Linked DNA regions of Mus musculus: all the other regions are linked to region 2. A link is a contact called in public ChIA-PET and promoter capture Hi-C data. All regions are on one chromosome and are shown on one strand. Each heading gives the region's core, a stretch centred on a gene start, on an enhancer-like site or on the middle of the called end of the contact. The rest is flanking DNA. Distances are from core to core; before and after follow the strand shown. Region 1 holds the start of Mib2 (mindbomb E3 ubiquitin protein ligase 2). Region 2 holds the start of Gnb1 (guanine nucleotide binding protein (G protein), beta 1). Region 3 holds the start of Cdk11b (cyclin-dependent kinase 11B). Region 4 holds the start of 1500002C15Rik (a long non-coding RNA gene).

What was found. Promoter capture Hi-C pulls out the DNA fragments that hold promoters and counts their contacts. ChIA-PET counts read pairs in DNA pulled down with a chosen protein or histone mark.
Region 1: a promoter capture Hi-C map of liver shows a contact between it and region 2, with 10 times the contacts expected there. The contact joins the promoter of Mib2 here to the promoter of Gnb1 in region 2. A contact is called at or near these places in 21 of 39 promoter capture datasets (the 3T3-L1 cell line, 3T3-L1-derived adipocytes, the HPC-7 cell line and 13 more), 1 of 15 datasets of contacts at CTCF or cohesin (embryonic stem cells), 8 of 484 Hi-C or Micro-C datasets (CD4 T cells, the G1E-ER4 cell line, cerebral cortex and 4 more), 17 of 115 datasets of contacts at active chromatin or transcription factors (the 230-238 cell line, the HPC-7 cell line, the SCID.adh cell line and 9 more) and 3 of 9 other capture datasets (adipose tissue, liver and pancreatic islet).
Region 3: an RNA polymerase II ChIA-PET map of effector CD8 T cells shows a contact between it and region 2, with 97 read pairs. The contact joins the promoter of Cdk11b here to the promoter of Gnb1 in region 2. A contact is called at or near these places in 13 of 39 promoter capture datasets (the 3T3-L1 cell line, 3T3-L1-derived adipocytes, the HPC-7 cell line and 8 more), 3 of 15 datasets of contacts at CTCF or cohesin (embryonic stem cells and pro-B cells), 29 of 484 Hi-C or Micro-C datasets (B cells, CD4 T cells, the G1E-ER4 cell line and 18 more), 19 of 115 datasets of contacts at active chromatin or transcription factors (the HPC-7 cell line, the SCID.adh cell line, Th17 cells and 11 more) and 5 of 9 other capture datasets (adipose tissue, embryonic stem cells, liver and 2 more).
Region 4: an RNA polymerase II ChIA-PET map of effector CD8 T cells shows a contact between it and region 2, with 79 read pairs. The contact joins the promoter of 1500002C15Rik here to the promoter of Gnb1 in region 2. A contact is called at or near these places in 14 of 39 promoter capture datasets (the 3T3-L1 cell line, the C10 cell line, the HPC-7 cell line and 9 more), 1 of 484 Hi-C or Micro-C datasets (embryonic stem cells), 9 of 115 datasets of contacts at active chromatin or transcription factors (the SCID.adh cell line, bone marrow-derived macrophages, double positive thymocytes and 4 more) and 3 of 9 other capture datasets (adipose tissue, embryonic stem cells and liver).

The regions. Positions count from the first base shown.
Region 1 is chr4:155,667,884-155,672,301 of GRCm38.p6, reverse strand. Mib2 (mindbomb E3 ubiquitin protein ligase 2) reads left to right here and starts at 3,083. Exons shown (of 20, transcript NM_001369164.1): 1 at 3,083-3,728.
Region 2 is chr4:155,488,535-155,493,085 of GRCm38.p6, reverse strand. Gnb1 (guanine nucleotide binding protein (G protein), beta 1) reads right to left here and starts at 1,725. Exons shown (of 12, transcript NM_001160016.1): 1 at 1,506-1,725.
Region 3 is chr4:155,622,836-155,627,499 of GRCm38.p6, reverse strand. Cdk11b (cyclin-dependent kinase 11B) reads right to left here and starts at 2,646. Exons shown (of 20, transcript NM_007661.4): 1 at 2,559-2,646; 2 at 1,846-1,969; 3 at 611-726. The coding sequence starts at 1,956. It overlaps Gm16023 (predicted gene 16023), which reads left to right and starts at 2,745. Exons shown (of 3, transcript NR_040441.1): 1 at 2,745-3,141. Slc35e2 (solute carrier family 35, member E2) reads right to left here. Exons shown (of 9, transcript NM_177186.4): 9 at 4,160-4,664.
Region 4 is chr4:155,731,446-155,735,781 of GRCm38.p6, reverse strand. 1500002C15Rik (a long non-coding RNA gene) reads left to right here and starts at 1,340. Exons shown (of 2, transcript XR_001784583.2): 1 at 1,340-1,397; 2 at 4,178-4,336. It overlaps Ssu72 (Ssu72 RNA polymerase II CTD phosphatase homolog (yeast)), which reads right to left. Exons shown (of 5, transcript NM_026899.3): 3 at 4,318-4,336; 4 at 3,737-3,855; 5 at 1,903-2,309. The coding sequence ends at 2,208. It overlaps Tmem240 (transmembrane protein 240), which reads right to left and starts at 978. Exons shown (of 4, transcript NM_001101506.1): 1 at 636-978; 2 at 278-384. The coding sequence starts at 692.

The DNA.
Region 1 (4,418 bases), core at 1,834-4,333, 180 kb before region 2:
AAAGACACACCAGAAGAGGGAGTCAGATCTTGTTGCGGATGGTTGTGAGCCGCCATGTGGTTACAGGGATTTGAACTCTAACTTCTTACTACTGCCTCCCATCCCTGCTCTCTCTCTCTCTCTCTTCTGTGTAGCCTTGGCTGCTCTGGAACTCTCTCTGTAGACCAGGATGCACTTGAACTCAGAGATCCAACTGCCTCTGACTCCAAAGTGTTGGGATTAAGGGTGAACACCACCACCTGGCCACCTGACACTCTTTCACTCACTAATCATCAATCATCCTTGGTTACTCCTAGCAACAGCCAGGGCCCAAAAGGGAAGGTTTCAACCTCTTTCCCTGTCCCTGTAGCAGAAGTATCCCCCAATTATTTTAAATATTAATACAACAATAAGCCCATGATTGGACAGGGGAAAGGGAAGCAGCGCTAAGAGTTTCAGAGACAGAGACTGGGACAGGTGGAGGGAGAAGGAAGGAAGATGGAGGAAGAGAAATGATCCAGATTCCGTGTGGCTTTAAATGGCCACAGGTGCTATGAATATCATAGAAGGGATGGAATAATACATTGTCTTATCTAGTTGGGCATTTTATATCAATATCAATTGGCTCTGAGTTCATTGTGTGGGCATTTTATGGGGTGAGAATTTACTGATATATATCTGACTTATAAATTACAAGCCTCTAGAGGTTTTTTTCTGTTTTTGTTTTTCTTTTTCAAGACAGGGTTTCTCTGTGTAGCCCTGGCTGACCTGGAACTCACTCTGTAGACCAGGCTGTCCTCGAACTCAGAAATTCGCCTGCCTCTGCCTCCCAAGTGCTGGGATTAAAGGCGTGTGTCACCACGCCCGGTTTAGAGTTTTGATTTTACCAAGTTACTGGGATTTTGAACCACTGACTACAGGCTGGGAATGTGAGCAAAATCCACGTCAAGAAAACTGGGAGATGTGCGGTCTCTGCCATAGAGGCATCGGGGTCACCGGAGCCCAAGAGTAGCCAGTGAAAGCGTGTGATGGTGCACTTTTTAATATTTCCTGCAACACCTCCCTTTTCTTCCCTATAATCATCCCACCTTGTAAGAAGATGCAAGTCTCTAGTTCTTCCACAGTCCTCCCTCAGCAGGCTTTCCCACCAAAATAAAAGTCCTTGCACTATCTTAAGCTCATAATTTCCTATCTTCTCAATGTTATTTCACCTAGCACATCATAGAACCAATTTGGTTAGGCCCAAGGCGGTGGTGCTTGCCTTTAATCCTCCACTAAACAAGCAAAGGCAGGCGAATCTTTGTGAGTTCTAGGCTAGCCTAGGCTACCTGAGAATTTCAGGCTAGCCAGGGCCATTTAGTGAGACCCCATCACAAAAACCAACTAATCTACTAACCAACCACCCACTCAAACAAACTAGAAACCTGGGAACACATTCTAGGCTGGAGCTAGAAGAGGTGACTTAGTCCCTAAACCCCAGCACTTGAAAGGCTAAGATTGTAGGACTACAGAGCTACAGTGTTGGAGGTCAACCTGGGCAAAAGTAAGATGCTGTCTCAAAATAAAAATAGCCTGTAAAATGACTTAGCAGGCAAAGACGCTTGCATGAGCCTCTGACTGCACATGTAGGTTATTGTTGTATACCGGCCCGCGGCCCACTTGGGCCTACACCTGGGAGGCAGGCTGGGGCTGAAAGAGACTAGACTTCGAGAGAAATTAATGGAGACCAAGACATGATTCTGTTCAAGGCCCGCCAGTTTACTAAGAGAGTGTGCTCATAACAGGGAAGGCCCATCCCCTGCCAGTCCATTTCTGGTGTCTGGAGCCAGCCTGTAGGCGACTTGCAGGATAGGGTGTTCTTCAGGTATATCTCAGCGGCCTCTCAGCAGGTAGCAGTGTCTTGGAGGAGCAGTGGCAGGTGGCAGAACAATAGAGCCATCTAGGCAGGAAGGCTCCACCCCAGGTAATCTCCCTAGTGGCCTCAAGGTCAAGGTCTGGATCAGCTTGTTTCAGGCTGGGGGAGGTTACAGCTTATGGCACTGGTGTCCCCTCCCTCAACAAAAATAAATAAATGTAAAGAAAAGAACAAAGAACAATTACGATTGTGCCGGAATAGACTGGGTTCATATGTGGTAGTGTGCAGCAGTGGAATACACCTAGACAGCAAGCTGGTGAGGGGACAGTTACAATACATATGGAGGTAACTTGCACATGGGGGCAAAGCTTGTGGGGAGAGTTGCTGGAGAACTATGTTGTTGTGGTCTGAGGAACTTCATAGAACTGTCTAATACATGTAAATCAAGGCAGTATACTGTTTATAAACACAAAGGCCAGGATGACTGCTTGTTAACTTTATGCCTGTAGGACTAAAATCAGTAGCTGGGTAGGGGGTTGCTCAGTAGGTCTGAGTTGATTCCCACCCCGCTCCAGATAGAGGATAGGAAAACAAAAGAAAAAAGATGGGCGCAACTCTGATTATAAAATAAATTAAGTCGTGCAGGGTGTGGTAGTGCATGCTTTAATTTCCAGCACTCTCGAGGCAGAAGCAGGTGGGGCTCCATGAGCTCGGGGTCAGCAGGATCAACATAGTGAGGCCCAGGCTATGTTGCAATATGTTGCTACACGTTGCTACATAGTGAAACCTTATTTCAAAAAGAAAAAAAAAAGCCAAAAGAATTACTTTGGATGCGTTTTCGCTACATCTCTGGAAACCCCACCCATTTCAGGCAAGACGTCACCCGAAACTTCTGTCTCCAAGGCAACAGAGAGCGTCCTGGGAACTAGTACTGCGCAGGAGACCTGTGCAGGGCTGGCTCCGCCCACACGCACTTCCGGGTGCGACTTTGCGCCCATCCCCTTTCAACGCTCCCTCTCTGTTCCAAGAATGCCGAGACGCAGGCATTTCCAGTTTCTTCTTTAGAGAAACAGAGCTCCCGCTGACCATGCATAACGCGTCCGTCGGTCCCTTTGCTACCAGACCAGACGTGTACGTCATGCTCGGGGTGCCTTGGTAGCTATAAGCCCCGCCCCCTGACCCTAAGCATAGTGCGTCACGCGCAGAGCCTCCTGGGAGTCGTCTGTCCCGCCCCCGGGCTGGCTCTGCAAACTACAGCTCCCGGCAATCTGTGCGGCGCCCCGCGACTGTAGTCGGGGAGCCGTGGTGGGGCTCCCTGGTGGGCTAGCGCAAGAGAGGCGGCCTTGCTAAACACTGTTAGGGGGCGGAGGACGGCGGGCTGCAGCTGGCGTCTCGGTGGCGAGCCGAGGCTCCACTGTCAGCCTCTGCGCTGCTCAGGGGCGGGTATTCCTGGGCCGAACGAGCGCGGAAACTCTTGGCAAGTGGGGGGCCGGGCCGGGCGTCCTCCCAGCGACGGGGGCGGTGGCACGGGGCCTAGGGGTCCTGATCGTCCTGACGGGGCTGCGGTTTTGTTGGCTGACCTCGGCCCTTCAGCGCGACGGGCTTTTGGTGCTTCTCCCCCTGGACCCAGCTCGTGCCCGTTGCGCGTTCTCGGTGCGTGGGGGTGATGCAGCGTGTCCCAGCCACCAGACCCATGGGAGCTTTTTAAGGCGACCAGCGGCCTCTGTCCCTTCTCAGATGTTAACTGCGTCTCAGCACCCCTGGCCATAGGTTTGGATCTCCTGGGGCTTTCAGAGAGGAAGGTCAGCACGGCGGAGGCCAGTCCCAAGTCTCCAAGCATCAGGGCTCCTGCCCGATTCTCAAGGCGGGTGGGGGACACTGGACCTCCAGACAGGTGAGCGCTTGACAGTTCGGGTTTGGTTTGTTTCTCTTGAGGATGCCGTCTGATGTGTCAGGGTTTGTGTTTCTGTTTAAATGTGCTTGAGTGGACTGGGCAGTGAGAAATCGTCCTTTCTGCCTCCTTTGGGTTCAGAACCAATAAGAAAAGCAGAGATGCCAGGAAGGCTCTTAAGGAGCTAGTGGGCTTGGGGACAGAGCAAGATTGGCTGCTTATAGAATGTCTCCTGGCTATATATTCCACTGTGGCCTGTTGCTTCTGATGCAACAAGTATCTGAATGTCATTATCCCACCCAAGGTCAGCCCTAGGCAGGGTGGTGAACCCCAAGCTACAGTGTACCTAGAGTTCCCCAGAGATTAGTAGCCATGATACCCCTGAACCTTAATGATGTCCCCCAGCAGATGTCTTGGTGCAGGGTAGATCTGGTTTCCTGGCCTCTGTGTCTTCAGTTGACATTCTTGTTTGATTCTACTAGCATCTAGGACATCCACCTGCCTAGTAGGGGCCTCTGATGAACCAGTTTTGTTAGACATTTTTCAATTCAACAGTATCTCCGACACCACCAGAGGTATAGGGAGATATACTCGAGTCCTGAATCCTCTCTATGTCATGTAGTTTTATTCATTTGAATAAAGGCAATCTGCTAACTTTTATACTATAACATGACTTAATTTTTTTTTAAAGAT
Region 2 (4,551 bases), core at 476-2,975:
ATACAAAGTACTATTACTACCAAACCAACACTACAAATTACCTGAAATTTCAAAATTCATGCACAAGTGTCATTTATATACTTATAAATTCTACTAATTCGGGGCTGGAGAGATGGTTCAGGGGTTAAGAGCATCGGCTGATCTTCCAAAGGGTCTTGAGTTCTGTTCCCAGCACCCACAAGTCAGCTAATGACTCTAACTCCAGTTCCAGGGAATCTGACACCCTCACATACACACACAGACACAGACACATCCAGGCAAAACAGCAATGCACTAAACAATTAATTAATTAAATGAAGCCCCACTAATTCTCCTCTCAAAATAAAAATTTTGACATAACCTCTTTAAAGATGAGCTGAACACGTATAGGGATGCTATTTCGGGATGCTAATCCTGTGGTTTAAAAAAACCCGGAAAAAAAAAATGTTTAAATGTATCAAAAGGTCAAAAGCCAAGCTGCAGTTCCCCAGGGGAACCCGAGGCTGTGGAGGAGACGCGGAAAGACTAGGCCACCCTCTGAGTGCTCTGGGCAGGACGTCCCCTCCCAGCACTGATGCATCAGGCGAACCCAGGAGCCCGGCGCCTTTTCCTCTGCACCGGCCACCAGAGCCGGCCTTTGTTTTCAGCCCCGGCAGCGGACGGCGCGGTCCTGGCTGACAAAGGCGGGTATCGCCATCTTGTCGCGGCGACCGGACGCGGCGCCCATTCATTTACGGGTGCCTGGGGCCAGGAAGGCCGGCAGCGAAGGAAGCTGGGAAGCTTGGTAGCCGTAGGCCCGCACCCGGCAGGGGTTGATGGCCGAATCCAGTAGACTCGCCCCGTGTCCGCTCCCCGCGCGCCCGGCCGAGTCCCACGCCCCGCAGGAAGGCGCGGTCCGGAGGGCAGAGCTCGGCTTTTGTTCCCGCGGGGACTCGGCCGCGAGAAGAAGCGCCTGCGGCTCTCCTGGCATCCCCACCTTAGCAAGCCATCCAGGCTCGAACCTACGACCCGAGCCCCAGCCCTGCATCCCGTTCCCTTTCTTAAAACTCAAGACCACCTCCGGGATCCCGCATCAGGCCCTAGACCCCCCCGCCCCCCGCAACAGCCTCGACCCCAGGAACATGAATGAGTCTGGAAACCGAATTCCGACACGGGCTTTGAACCCAAGACCACAGATCAGGTCCCGCATCCGGGATCCAGCCTTGAACCCAGAACCCATCCCAGATCTGGCCTTGAACCCAGGACCTCCACCCAGGTTGCCGCATCTCCGGGCCCGCACCCCGGACGCGGCCTTGAGCCTAAGACCCCGGCCCGGGCCTGCGCCCCGGCCCAGGCGGCTCCGCCCCATCCCTCACCCCCCGGACCCCGAGACCCCAGCCCTGCCGCCCACCCGGCACGCCGGGGATCGCCCACCCAACCCTGAAGAGCAGGATGAAGACGGCGGCCGATGACCCACGAGCGAGAAGAGCCGCAGGGCCTGGCCCAGCGCGGGGCAGGCTCAGCTCACAGACCCCAGCCGCGCTCACCTCGCCCTCGCCCGGTCTGGCGCCCACGCCGCCGCCTGGTCGTCGCGCTCGCGGCCTGCGGGCAGGAGTCGGCGAGGCTGGTCGGGTCCGCGCGGCGGCTGTTCCAGTCCCAGCCCCGCTGCCCTCGCCGCCCGCGCCCGCCACCGCCGCCGCCGCCGCCGCCGTCGCCGTCCGCCCCTCAGACGCCTCCAGCCATCAGGATGGGCGCGGCGGCCCCTGCCCGCAGCCTCGGGAAACCCCACGTCGCGTCACCGCGCACGGGCGGCGTGCGCGTGCCGCTCTTTCCGCCCCGCCCCTCCTTCCCTCTGCGCGTGCGCGAGAGGCTTAAAGGACCCGTGATTTTTTTCCCCCACCCCACCCCACCACCACCCCACACACCCCGCAAGGGTCTTCCAGGGACGTTGGCAGCCTATCGGCCTCGGTGGCCTCTGGCTCTGACCTGACGGTGTCGGCTCCTGTGCCATGTGCCCCAAGCCAGAGGGCGGTGTGTCCTGCCTGAATGACCAGCCCGGGAGGGCCGAAAGGCGTGCGTGCGTGCGTGAACGGCCTAGCAGGTTCTAGACAGCGGGGGTAGAGGGGTAGGAATAGCCAGGTGGGACAGGAAAGATGTCAAGATTAACCACCAGAATCTTTAAGACATGCCATCCGGTCTGGTCCGTCGTGCCTATTTGTCCAGCCATCTTCAACTAATATGACTCCTGCCACAATGACTTTTTCACTCCCATTCTGCCCTTTCCAAAACCAGGTGAATACCTCTCTTATTTCCTCTTGGCCTGCACTACCCTCTTTTAAACAAGAGCCACAACTCTCTGGGGGGCCTGGCCACCACGCTGACTCTGAGACCTTTCCATGATTCACACTTGATACCTTCCCTTCTTGTTAGCTTCTGTGCACCTTGCAGCCTTTCCTTGAAGCCCATTCCTTCTTGAAACAGCCTTTGAGTGGTCTGCACACTTCCCCCTCCCTGCCCTGGGCGCTTCCTGCCGGGCCATAGAAATGTGTCTGTCATTGTTCAGTCCTGACAGTTTCCTCATATACTTTCCCTGTGCCAGCCCTGATCTGACGCCTGATTTTACGAGCCCTAGCTTCTGCTAGTGGATGGGTAGAAGTGAGGAACCAGGTATTGGATATTCATTGCTACAAAAGTGTCATTGCTGAGCAGGCACCCTGAGGGAAAACATACATTTACATGAACATACATATATGTACATGCAGATGGTCATGTGGGCATTCGTATCTTTTTCTTGATCACAGTAAGTGTGTGGTCTCTCCAAAATACTGCATATTCTCTTCCTTGCATATTGAGTGACCTGCTTTGAGAGTAAGAAGCCTGGTTCCAGTTACCTCAAATATATCCACCACTGCTATCATCTCACCCTAGGGCCTCTGACCCCTGGGACTCTATGCCCTTCACTCCATCTGTTCGAGACCTGACTCTGTCATTTGTGACTGTTTTTTACCTGAAGTTCTTGACAGCTCCATCATCCCACTCTCTCCAAGTAAAAGTACAGGGTCCTTCCTTCTCACCATTCTCTCCACTGTCCCTTGTGACTCCAACTTCCCACAAGTGCCTCTTCCATGAACTTGTGAAGGCCAGACCTTTGATGATACCACTTCTGCACAGATGTCCCCAACCCCTTAGTAGCCCAGTCCCGAGAGAATATCCATTGCCAGCTTCATTTCCTCAAGGGTAGCCTATTCCCAGTGGTCTTGCCCTGCTCATTTCCTACTTTAATACTGTGACTCTGGTGAAGACGTCCTCACCCACCATACACACCCCACCCCCAGAGGATGTCAGAGGATATTTATGATCTGAGAAGAAGGTATCTAAGTGGTATTCTAAGTTCCAAATGAGAGGGCCAAGGCCCAGCAAGCGGAGCAATGCCTGGGAAGAGAGTGGGAGAGATAAGATGCCTGCTAGTCCCTGCTGGTCCAAAAGAGGGTGGAGCTAGAGGATGTGAACAGCTGGGTAACCAGGAGACATCCGGGACCCAGGCTCCTGTTGGTTCCACAGTGAAGGGTAAAGGGATGGGGTACATTCTGGTACCTTTTGAAAATTAGAGGGTTGGGTTTCTGAGTATTGTCCGGTGGTCTCAGGTTTTAAGGTAATCACCAAACACCAGCAGGCCTGACGCCCGCCCTTCAGGGCCTCCCTGGTGAAGGACTTAAAGCAGAAATGAGAGGGAGGGAGGGAGGAAGAAGTACTATAGACAGGAACCAGACAGAGGCAGTTAGCCTGAAGTATGCAAGGCAAGTTATCTCTCCAGCGTCCTCCATGTGGCTGTACCCCTCAGCCACTCCTAGGTCTCATAGTGAAGATGGGGGCAGGGAGGGAGTAGACTGGGCCCTTTAGAGGCTCTGGGGCTCCCCTGTTCCATAAGCTGCCTCCCTGCTCCCAGTTATTGCCAGCCCATGAGCAAGGTCTCTTATGAGGACATTGAGCCTAACGTGGTTGATATGGCTGGACTGTTGCTTAGAGACAGCCCAGGCTAACCTAGAGTTTGGGATCCTCCTGCTTCAGCCTCCTCAGACTTTGAGATTTAGCCTCTGTACTTTCCTCTATCCTTGATCTGTGACTGTTCAGGGTGGGGCAGAGCCTTCCCTGGAACTTGCCCCATAATGCTCGCTGAGGTAATCGTTTTTGTGTTTATGGACAGGGTTTCAGGGGCAAAGTTGAGGGGAAGGAAGGAAGAAGAGGAGGGGCTGACCCCTGATTCTCAGATCCCTAGCCGAAGCTTCAGGTTGCCACATGGCCTCACCTCAATCTGATATGTGCGCTCCTCGGGCAGCAGGGACCTCTGGCCCTGGACCTTGGTCAGTCTCCAGCCTGCTCGGACTAGAAGCCTGCCCTGAAGATGGTAAGAAGCTAGCCTTTCCCCCAAGTCTCTGAAACTCCTTCGTCCCTTTAGCTTAGGCCTCTTGTGATTTTTGGCTCCTACACTGCCACCCAGCCCCCTCCACAGACAAAAGCTTAGGGGATCCCTGCCTCTAGCCCAGGACTCTGGCCTCTCCTGATTTTTCAGGCACACTCCCTTCTCAGGAAATA
Region 3 (4,664 bases), core at 1,397-3,896, 130 kb before region 2:
GTCTCAAATAAACAAAAAAAACCCAAACATACAAAAATTTATCTTTTTAATAAATTCATTTATGTGTATGAATGTTTTCCTGCATATATATTACATGTGCCCATGGAGGTCAAAGGGCGAATCAGATTTTCTGGAATTGGACTTACAGATGGTTGTAAGTCACCATGACCATTGGCTGCTGGAATCAAACCTGTAGACTTGCAATACAGGGTATAAAAACAACAAGTGCTCTTAAACACTAAGCCTTCAAACCTTTCCCTAGTAATACCGACAAAAGGCAGGCTAGGGGACCAGAGAAAAGGCTAAATAGTTAGGAACACTTGTTGTTCTTGAAAAAGACCCAAGGTCAGTTCCCAGGACCCATACTGGGCATCTCACAACAACCTTTTACTCCAGCTTTGGGGACCTTTTGATTCCTGTGGATAAAGTAACACCCACGTACACCCCCACCCCAACACTAACTCCACCCACCAACCAATAAAACTGCAAAAACAAAACGCATGTTTTAAGTAGTTCACAATTCTGTATTGGGATGCATTCATAGCTAACCTAGGGCCCATGTGGCCCATGAGCTACAGGCTAAATATGACAACAGCTTAAGTTCTCTCACCTGTCTTCCATAGAATCCTCTCTTCTATATGGTGAGTTCCTGATTGTGATCTCCATTCGGTGATCTCTCAGCTCCCCCTCCTCAAGGGAATCCCTTTTGGAATCGCGGTCATCAGACTAAGAAGCAAAGGAAAATGAAGCATTGAGTCATTTTCCTTATCAATCACCTTTCTTCTTTGTCTATCTTTGAAAAATAACTTGTTATGTAGCTCAAGACGGTTTTTGAGCTAGAAACCTGCCTCCGTCTTCAAAATGCTGAGGTTACATCACTGTACATCACTGTACATCACCATACGTAGCTCACTATATATATGCACAGACACACACATATATAGGAAGTATATGTGTGTATATATATATGCATATATACACATATATGCACACATACATACAAATGCACATATATATAATTATACATATACATAAAATATACATTGCACTGGCTGGCTTTGAACTCAATAGATCTGCCTGCCTCAGCCTCCTGAGTTCTTGAGTGTTAGGATTAAAGGTTGTACAGGTTAAATATCTTTAAGGATAATTGAAGTTTGCTAACCAACTCTAAATATACATTTTTTGAATAGAAACTTCAAATATTAATTTTGTTCAAAACTCATGTAATTAAAATCACTTTTTTTTTTTTTGGTAACCTGAAACCTGAGAACAGAAAATTTAAAACATTGTACATGATAAGGGTCATAAGACTATATGAACGTTAGTTTTTCTGAGCCAAAACTAAGACTTTAGTTGGATTTTTACACACGAAATACATCATACATATATTGACAATAAGAAGCACTTATATCAATGTTTCTTATCCAGTCACCTAAGGACTCTAAATATATCATCATCCAAAGCAAGGTAATTACAAAGCACTCATTTTAATTGCAAGGAAAGTTCCCACTTTATTAAAAATGCTTGGTAAATGGTATTATGAATATACTAATAATGAAATGAGAAAAATTAGTCTGGTGGCAGTAATGATTCTAGGTTCAGAATATTTTATTTTGTAACGAGATATTCTCATTTCGATACAGCTTCAGTGTGTTATTAATCTATCTTCAACGTCAACTGAGTATATGAATGTTTTTGTTAATTTTAGAATAGATTTTGGGCTCACCTGTGACATTTGGAAGTACAAAAGAACTTCACCGAAGAAGCGTTGTTCTAATGGAAAAATGAGGGCAAAGAAATTAAATCTTCTTTAAGAAAACCACTTACTTAAAAAACATAGCTTACATTTTTTAAGCGTTTTATCTCTGCTTTCTCCTCTTGTTCTTTCCTTCGTTTCTTTTCCTGGAGAATTTCATCTAACGTTTTCACTTTCCAAGAGTCCTTTTCATCACCCATTTGAGTTAAAACACTGCAAAAAGAAAAACAATTCAAGCAACCTCGGGACACAGAAAGCTACGGTCGGTCTGTCGGTCTGTCTTTTCCGAACACTTAAGTCTAATCGTTAGTGTTTCAGAGTAAGTCCCGGTAGGTCGGAAGGATTCTGCCTGAATACACTGTCGTTTCTGTCATTCCTGTAAGGTTTTGGGTAACTTAGTTTACCTCAGTGTTTTCCGTAAAACGCAACCATCATCATCCACGTAACGGTACTGTTCTAGGATGAAAGACCATCCAGGTCATTTCAGTGCCTCGCACTCAACACACTCTGCCTTAGGTGTCAAAAGGTTGTATGAGAAAGCTCCAGGACGCGGGGAGGCCTGGGTGACAGGTAAGATCAAGGTGCACTGTCAAGCGCGGGACTCCGGGGCGGGGTCCCACTTCTGAGGGTTCAGTCACGCAAACCTGAGGCAAGGGCCGGCTCCGGGGGCCGCCAGGCCTGCCGCCTCCACCGCCCTCAGCTCCGTGTGGAGCGAGACTGCTCCGCGGCAGCAGCGTGTCGCCAGCCGCGATTCTTCAGGGGCGCCGTAAACCCTGCTCCGAACCCCCGCGCCGCTACTCACCCCTGCGCCGCTACAGCCGCCGCAGCCGGTCCTGGAGTCTGGGAAGGAACAGCGCCCGGCGCGCGCCAGGATTGTCGTCACTTCCTCCGCGGAAGCGTGATGATGACGTACGACGACGACGACGAACCGCGTGTGCGCTCGACTTTTTTTGGCCGCCCCACAGTACCTTGCGCGCACCGGAAGTGTCCTTACATCGTGAGTTGGCTCCTGCCAACGACGCGAGGCTGGGCGGATAAAAGCGAAGTAGCGTCTGGTAACGTCCTGGGGTGTCTCCGAGAGATGACGTTTCGAGACGATGCGCTCGGCCGTCTGCGGAAACCGGAAACCGTGCCTCCCGCTGCACCTTCGCTCTGCCAGGCAGGGCTACCTCCAGGCACTCGGTAGCGTAGTCTGCAGGCCGAGCAGCATTTGCACTCGTGACAAGCTGCTTGTGCCACTCAACCTTCCGCAGCCAGACATTTGTTTCTACCCATCAGACTAATTGCTCTGACGTATAGACGCCTCCAAAGTGGCGTCGTGCCATCCAATGGAAAAACAAGTTGTCTTTCTGACCTACCCAGGACCCAGGAAGCTGAATTCACAGGTAGGCTAGTTAACATCCTATGATGAGGAAGTCCCCTGCACAAGAAAACATTGAAACGAATCCAGTTTCCTCAGCCAACCTCCTTAAAACAACCTCTTCTGCTTGGCCTACGATAGTGGTTGAGTCTTTATGTTATTGTTTTGCTTTGAAATAGAGTTTAGTACGTAGACCTAGCCTCTATTTCTGGCCTGTATCTCTGTATTCTTTTTGTTTTCTTTTCATTCTAAATGCTGAAGTGTCTAGACACTTCTCAAACGTGTACTTAAACCACCTGAAGGTCTTAAAGGTTTTTACGATTCCACTAAAAACCTATTAACCTATCAGGGCTTATGGAAGAGAGAGCAGAAAGGAAAATTCCAGCTGCTTGTTTTTGTCAGGTTATCCTGTGGGTATTGGGGAAAAAAACAAACAAACAAAAAGCAATGCCATGCATCAGTGGAGCACACCTTTAATGCCAGCACTAGGGAGACAGAAGCAGGCGGACCTCTTGTGAGTTTGAGGCCAGCCTGGTCTACAGAGCTAGTTCTAGGACAGCCAAGGCTACAAAAGCAGCTCTGTATCGTGAAACAAAAAATAGCAATATGATTAAATTTCTTGAGTTAGGGTCAGAAACAAACAAAATGAAAAGGAAACCACTGTTAGTTATGACTGTGAAATGGTAAGATGTGAAAGAATATAACAACTAGTGTATGAAAAAAATGAGGGATATTGGAGTGAAACACTTTGTGATCCCAGCTCTTACTTTGCCTCCAGAGTTATCAGTGACTTGGAAACTAAGTCTGATTTCAGTAGCATACATAACAGAGTTATACAAGCCAGGTGGTGGTGGCTCACATCTTCGATCTTATCACTTTGTAGACAGAGGTACCGTTTAAAGGTGGCCTGGTCCACAGGGTTACACAGAAAAACCTTGTATCAAAAAAAAGGAAACCAAACGAACAAAATAGTTACATGTTTTCATATTCATACAAGAACCATTGGCAGCTTGGATAAAAAGAATGAGGAGGCTACTGCAGGATTAATTACACAATACCAATTTATTTCAGGAATCACTGAATTATCTAACAGAATTCTTTTCTAGGAGGCATTAATATAATTATTTAAATACTGAAAGAGGTGAAATACAAAACAGTGTACATTTTATGATGTGTTTTAATTCTCTAGTATTGTTTGGTATAAAGCAAATATGACTTGGCTTTGATGCAGACAATTGTCCACCCTAAACTGTGGCCTTTTCCAAAGTGCCAACATTGAACGAACATTGAACGAACATACTCACAATTACATTATTATTAAGTCCAGACATTACAAATGAATTTAGTATGCAGCTTGAGTCCCAGAAATGAAAAGTAAAAACAAACAAAAACCCCACAAACACACAACTAGCCAACTTGATTTAATTCAAACTAAACTTGGACATATTAGGAAGGGTCCAGCAGCTGGCAAAGTCAGGATCAGAGTACCCAGGAAAACGTACTTCAGAGACACTGAAGTTAAAACCTACTACACTCTAATTGTGGTGG
Region 4 (4,336 bases), core at 91-2,590, 240 kb before region 2:
CTCCTTGGCCCATAATGCCACCACCAGGCAGCCTTTTCTCTAAAGGAACTGGAGGAAGGAGTTCCTAACAGACTCAGTCATGCTTCCTTTCCCAGGGAGCGGCTGGCTGACCTAGGGTTCCCGTTAGCCACCCCTCCCCCAGCACCTGGCGGGCAGAAGCGGCCCCCATCATCCAGCCAGGCTCTGCGGCCCAGCCTGCTCCGGGCTCACCGGCCAAGTGGGGCCCGCTGCACAAGTGTGATCACGCGTGTAGTGCCTAGAGCCGGGGCGCACTCACCGGCCACAGTTGCAGTGGCAGACGCGGTCCTCGCCCCGCAGGTGCGGGAGGATGTAGTTATGGAATCGGTCCAGCAGCGCGTTCATGTCCATCAAGCACGCGATGGCCTGGAAGAGCCCATGACCGGTCAGGGCGAGGAGTGGGCCGGGCCGAAAGGGGTGCCAAGGGGGAGTACTAGACTGCAGGGGTGGGTGGGTGGGTGGGGAAACGCAGGGCAACCAGGGCGAGGGCAGCGCAAGATCGCAGCGAGGGCAGCGCAGGCCGCACGGGCCGGTAAACAAGGAAGCGAGGTGGGGTAGGCGCGCGCGCGGGCGGGCGGCAGAAGCAGGGGGCGCGCGCGGGAAGCCCCTCCGCTCACCATCACGATCGACGCCCCCAGAATCATGAAGATCATGGTGTTCGCACTCATGGACATCGGGCGGGGCCGGGCCGGGCCGGAGCGCCGCCCCCCGGCCCCGGTGCCCCTCCCGGCCCCGGCCCGATGCTTAGCCCGCGCCGCCTCCGCAGAGGTCAGCGCTCGCGCGCCGGGCCGCCGCGGACCCCGGGGGCAGGCGCGGGCACAGGCAGCCGAGATGTGGGGGCTGACGTGGGGTCGCTCGCCTGTCGCCCGTTGCTGGCAGCCCTCCGCTCCGCCCTCCGGTGCTCCCTGCGCCCGGCTCCCTGCGGTCTGCGCGGCGGCCCCCTCCCTCCTCCCTCTTCCCTCCTCCAGGCTTCTCCCTCCCTCCTTTTCTTCTTCACTATCTCCTCCCTCCTCCTCCTGCCTCCGCCTCCGGGGAGGGACTTCGCCGCCCCGCGCCAGCATCCAGGGGCGAGGTTCTCCACTCCTGTCCCTGTGACGCAGCCCGAGACCCCTCCCCTCCGGCCTCGGCTCCACATTGTGCCCCATGTCATCAGCCTTGGCTCCGGTCTCCCTGCCCAGTGCCGCGCTGGACTGGGCCTTGGCCTGGACCAGGTGGTCGTTTCTGCTCTACTTCCCCAAGTAAGGCCCCTCCTTCTGGTTCTCCGGGTTCCAGAGAGGGACAGGAAGTGTCAGCACCCGCCTCCTCCAGCAAGAAAGTGCCATCAGAGGAGGGGCCTGGAAAGTCAGAGGAACCAGGGACTAATGACTACATGAGCAGAGGTAGGAGGGCAGGAGGGTAGGCGATACGGATGCGATGCGGAATGGGCCAAGTATGCCATAAAGATCGTGGCAGTTGTGGGAAAGACTAGGCGATTTCTGAGGAGGAAGGGGTGCTGGAACAGCTGCCAGCGTCTATGATCCTCTTGTGGCTGCCGGTCATGCTGGGATTGAGTCCCAAGCCCTGTGCTGGCCACAGAGCTGACAACAGAAGAACCAACCCTGCCCTGTGTTGGAAAGCAGGAAGAGGACAGCTGACCTCCAGCCCCCCAAGTCCAGACCCCACTGTATCTGAAGGTTCCAACAGGAGTTCAGTTATATCAGCTCACACAGGCCCTGAGCTGTTAAGGCACCAGGGTCCGGCCCTACTTCTCAGAAGGGTGCTCTCAGGTTTATCACAGGGTTGGACTCAATGGCCGAGTAGTCTCTTCCTCAGCAGGGAGTCAGGCCAGGAATTCAGGACAAACCAAAGACTTCTAGCAGCACCTATTTTGTGGCAATTCCAAGGTTTTTTTTCCCCTTAATAAGACAGCCTGTTGCTTTATTTAGGTTTCTGTACAATTCAGCAGTGGAGAGAAAAGGGCCAACAACAGACACTTGCTGTAGGCTGTAGAGTAAACCATCTTTATTTCTTTTGGTTAAAAACAATGGATTTGAATCTGGCATTTCTGCGTACGTCTCATTCCATATGTACAGTACATTGATGATGTACACCTAGCAGTAAAAACAAATATCTGAAAGGAAAACACACTGAAAAAGTGGCTTCAACAAAGGTGGCTGTGCAGGGCAGGCCATGCACCGAGCACAGGAGGCTCAGTAGAAGCAGACAGTATGCAGAAAGGCCCGGCCACTCTTCTCCTCGAACTCCTGCAGCAGCTCGTCGATTTCATTCTCCATGTCCTCAGTGTGCTGGATCTGGGAAAAGCACGGCCTTGAGTGAACCCGGGCATTGTGACGCGCCTTCCCTGACCCTGCCCTCCACTGATCTTCACTTCTGCAGGGACCCAGGCTTCAGGATAGCTCCCTCACAGCCTGTTCCTACCAGACATATACAACATATCATAGGAGTACCCCATATTGGGAGTGGGACGGCTAGATTCAAAGGGAGGCCTGGACCCCAAGGCTGGAACTCAGGTTCTGTTCTCAGGCGTCGTAGGTACATGAAAGCCTCATCAACCAGTGCTATCCCAAATCTGCAATGAGTGAAGTGAGGCACACAGATACCGGCATGCATTTTCCTACAGTCGTCCAGTGTGAATGCTGACTATGCTTTGTGCACTGCAGCATCAACTTCACATCTGGCCTCCACCCTCCAGACACCTATTGGTTCTTCTCCTGGTTGTGAAAACTTAAAAGGTGACCAGGCATTGCCAGTAGTAGTCCCTTGAATACTTGAAGTGAAGAAGGCTGGATGTTGAACACACTGTTCTGGCATGGCTACACAGTCTCCTTGGTCTCAGCCCTTTCTCCAGATCATCAGCTAGACCACAAGGTCAACTGCTAGAGCTTCAATAACACTAAGAGTGAAAGCAGTGTGGAGTTTAGCAGGAGTTTGGATCCCCCACGCGAACTTCCCCATCAGCCTTCACTTGGTAAGCCAAAAGGAAATCAATTCTGCCACAGTCAGCTAATCACAGTTCTTAAGGGCAAAAGTCAGGGAAAGGGGCTGGAGAGATGGCTCAGCGGTTATGACTGACTGCTCTTCAGGAGGTCCTGAGTTCAATTCCCAGCAACCACATGGTGGTTTACAACCATCTGTAATGAGATCTGACGCCCTCTTCTGATGTGTCTGAAAACAGCTGTACTTACATATAATAAATAAATCTTTTTTTTTTAAAAGTAAGGGAAAGGCACATGGTCCTTCCCAAAGTCCCTCCATAGCACCTGAACAATGGAATGCCTCCATACAGCAGCTACACAAGCCTTTAGGAAGCTCCTACAAGATTGCTTTTAGAGATGGATACTTAGATCAAGTGAAGGGACACAGACCCTTATACTGTGGCTGCTATCTCTTCCAGTCTCCAGACCTATCTTTGACACCACTAGATAAGCTCTTCTAGCCGTTGTCCATCAGAGGAAAAAGTGAAATGTCAGTTCTTCCAGGAGAGGGGCCTGTGCCCTGAGAGATGTCATACATCACTTTTATCATGGACAGAAGCACTGGGGGGTAGGGATTCAAGCCAAAGCATTTGGTCAACTTCTTAGAAAGTGTACTTCTTGGTTTTTACTAGAAATTTAGTATTTGACCAGGATGTGTTTATTTAACTTATAAAAACTTATTTTATTTTATTTTTATAAGTTGCTATGAGAAGCCCCAACAGGACCCAGGAGCTTAGACTCACACACTGGCAGAGCTCGCAGATAAGGAATGCTCCCAGAGTGGCCTCTTCATGGTTGTCCTGGATGTCCACATTGACCACATGCACTGGCTGGCAGGTCTCCTGTTCTCTGGAGTTCAGATCTGCTTGGTAAAGAGATATAAATATTATCAGACACCAGGTGGCAGATGTGTCCCAAGTCCAGGTCTTACCATTACCTGACCCTGAACTTTGCAGACTATAACTTGAGGATTGAGCACCCAAACCCAAGAAACTAACATGAGGAATAGCCCCGCAACATAGGCTAAGAATCCTAGATAGAATCCTCAAGCCATCCTATGCCAGTCAGTATTGGCACCAATAGCATGTTCTATAAAATGTCAGGCCTAACATAGGAAAAGCAAACATTGAAGGCCACAAGGCTTGAGTTTTGCTGGACATCAGTCTTCTGCTTGCTTCTCACAGGTTGTCCTCCAGATGTCCATACAGGTCAGAGGATGTGGGGGCACCCTCTGTCTCCATCACTGTCGCCCAGGGCAGCATAAGTCTACCAGCCTAGTGTTGGTGGTACAACCTGAACAGCAGGTCAGGCTCTGTGCACTCACCTTCTACAACCTGGTCATA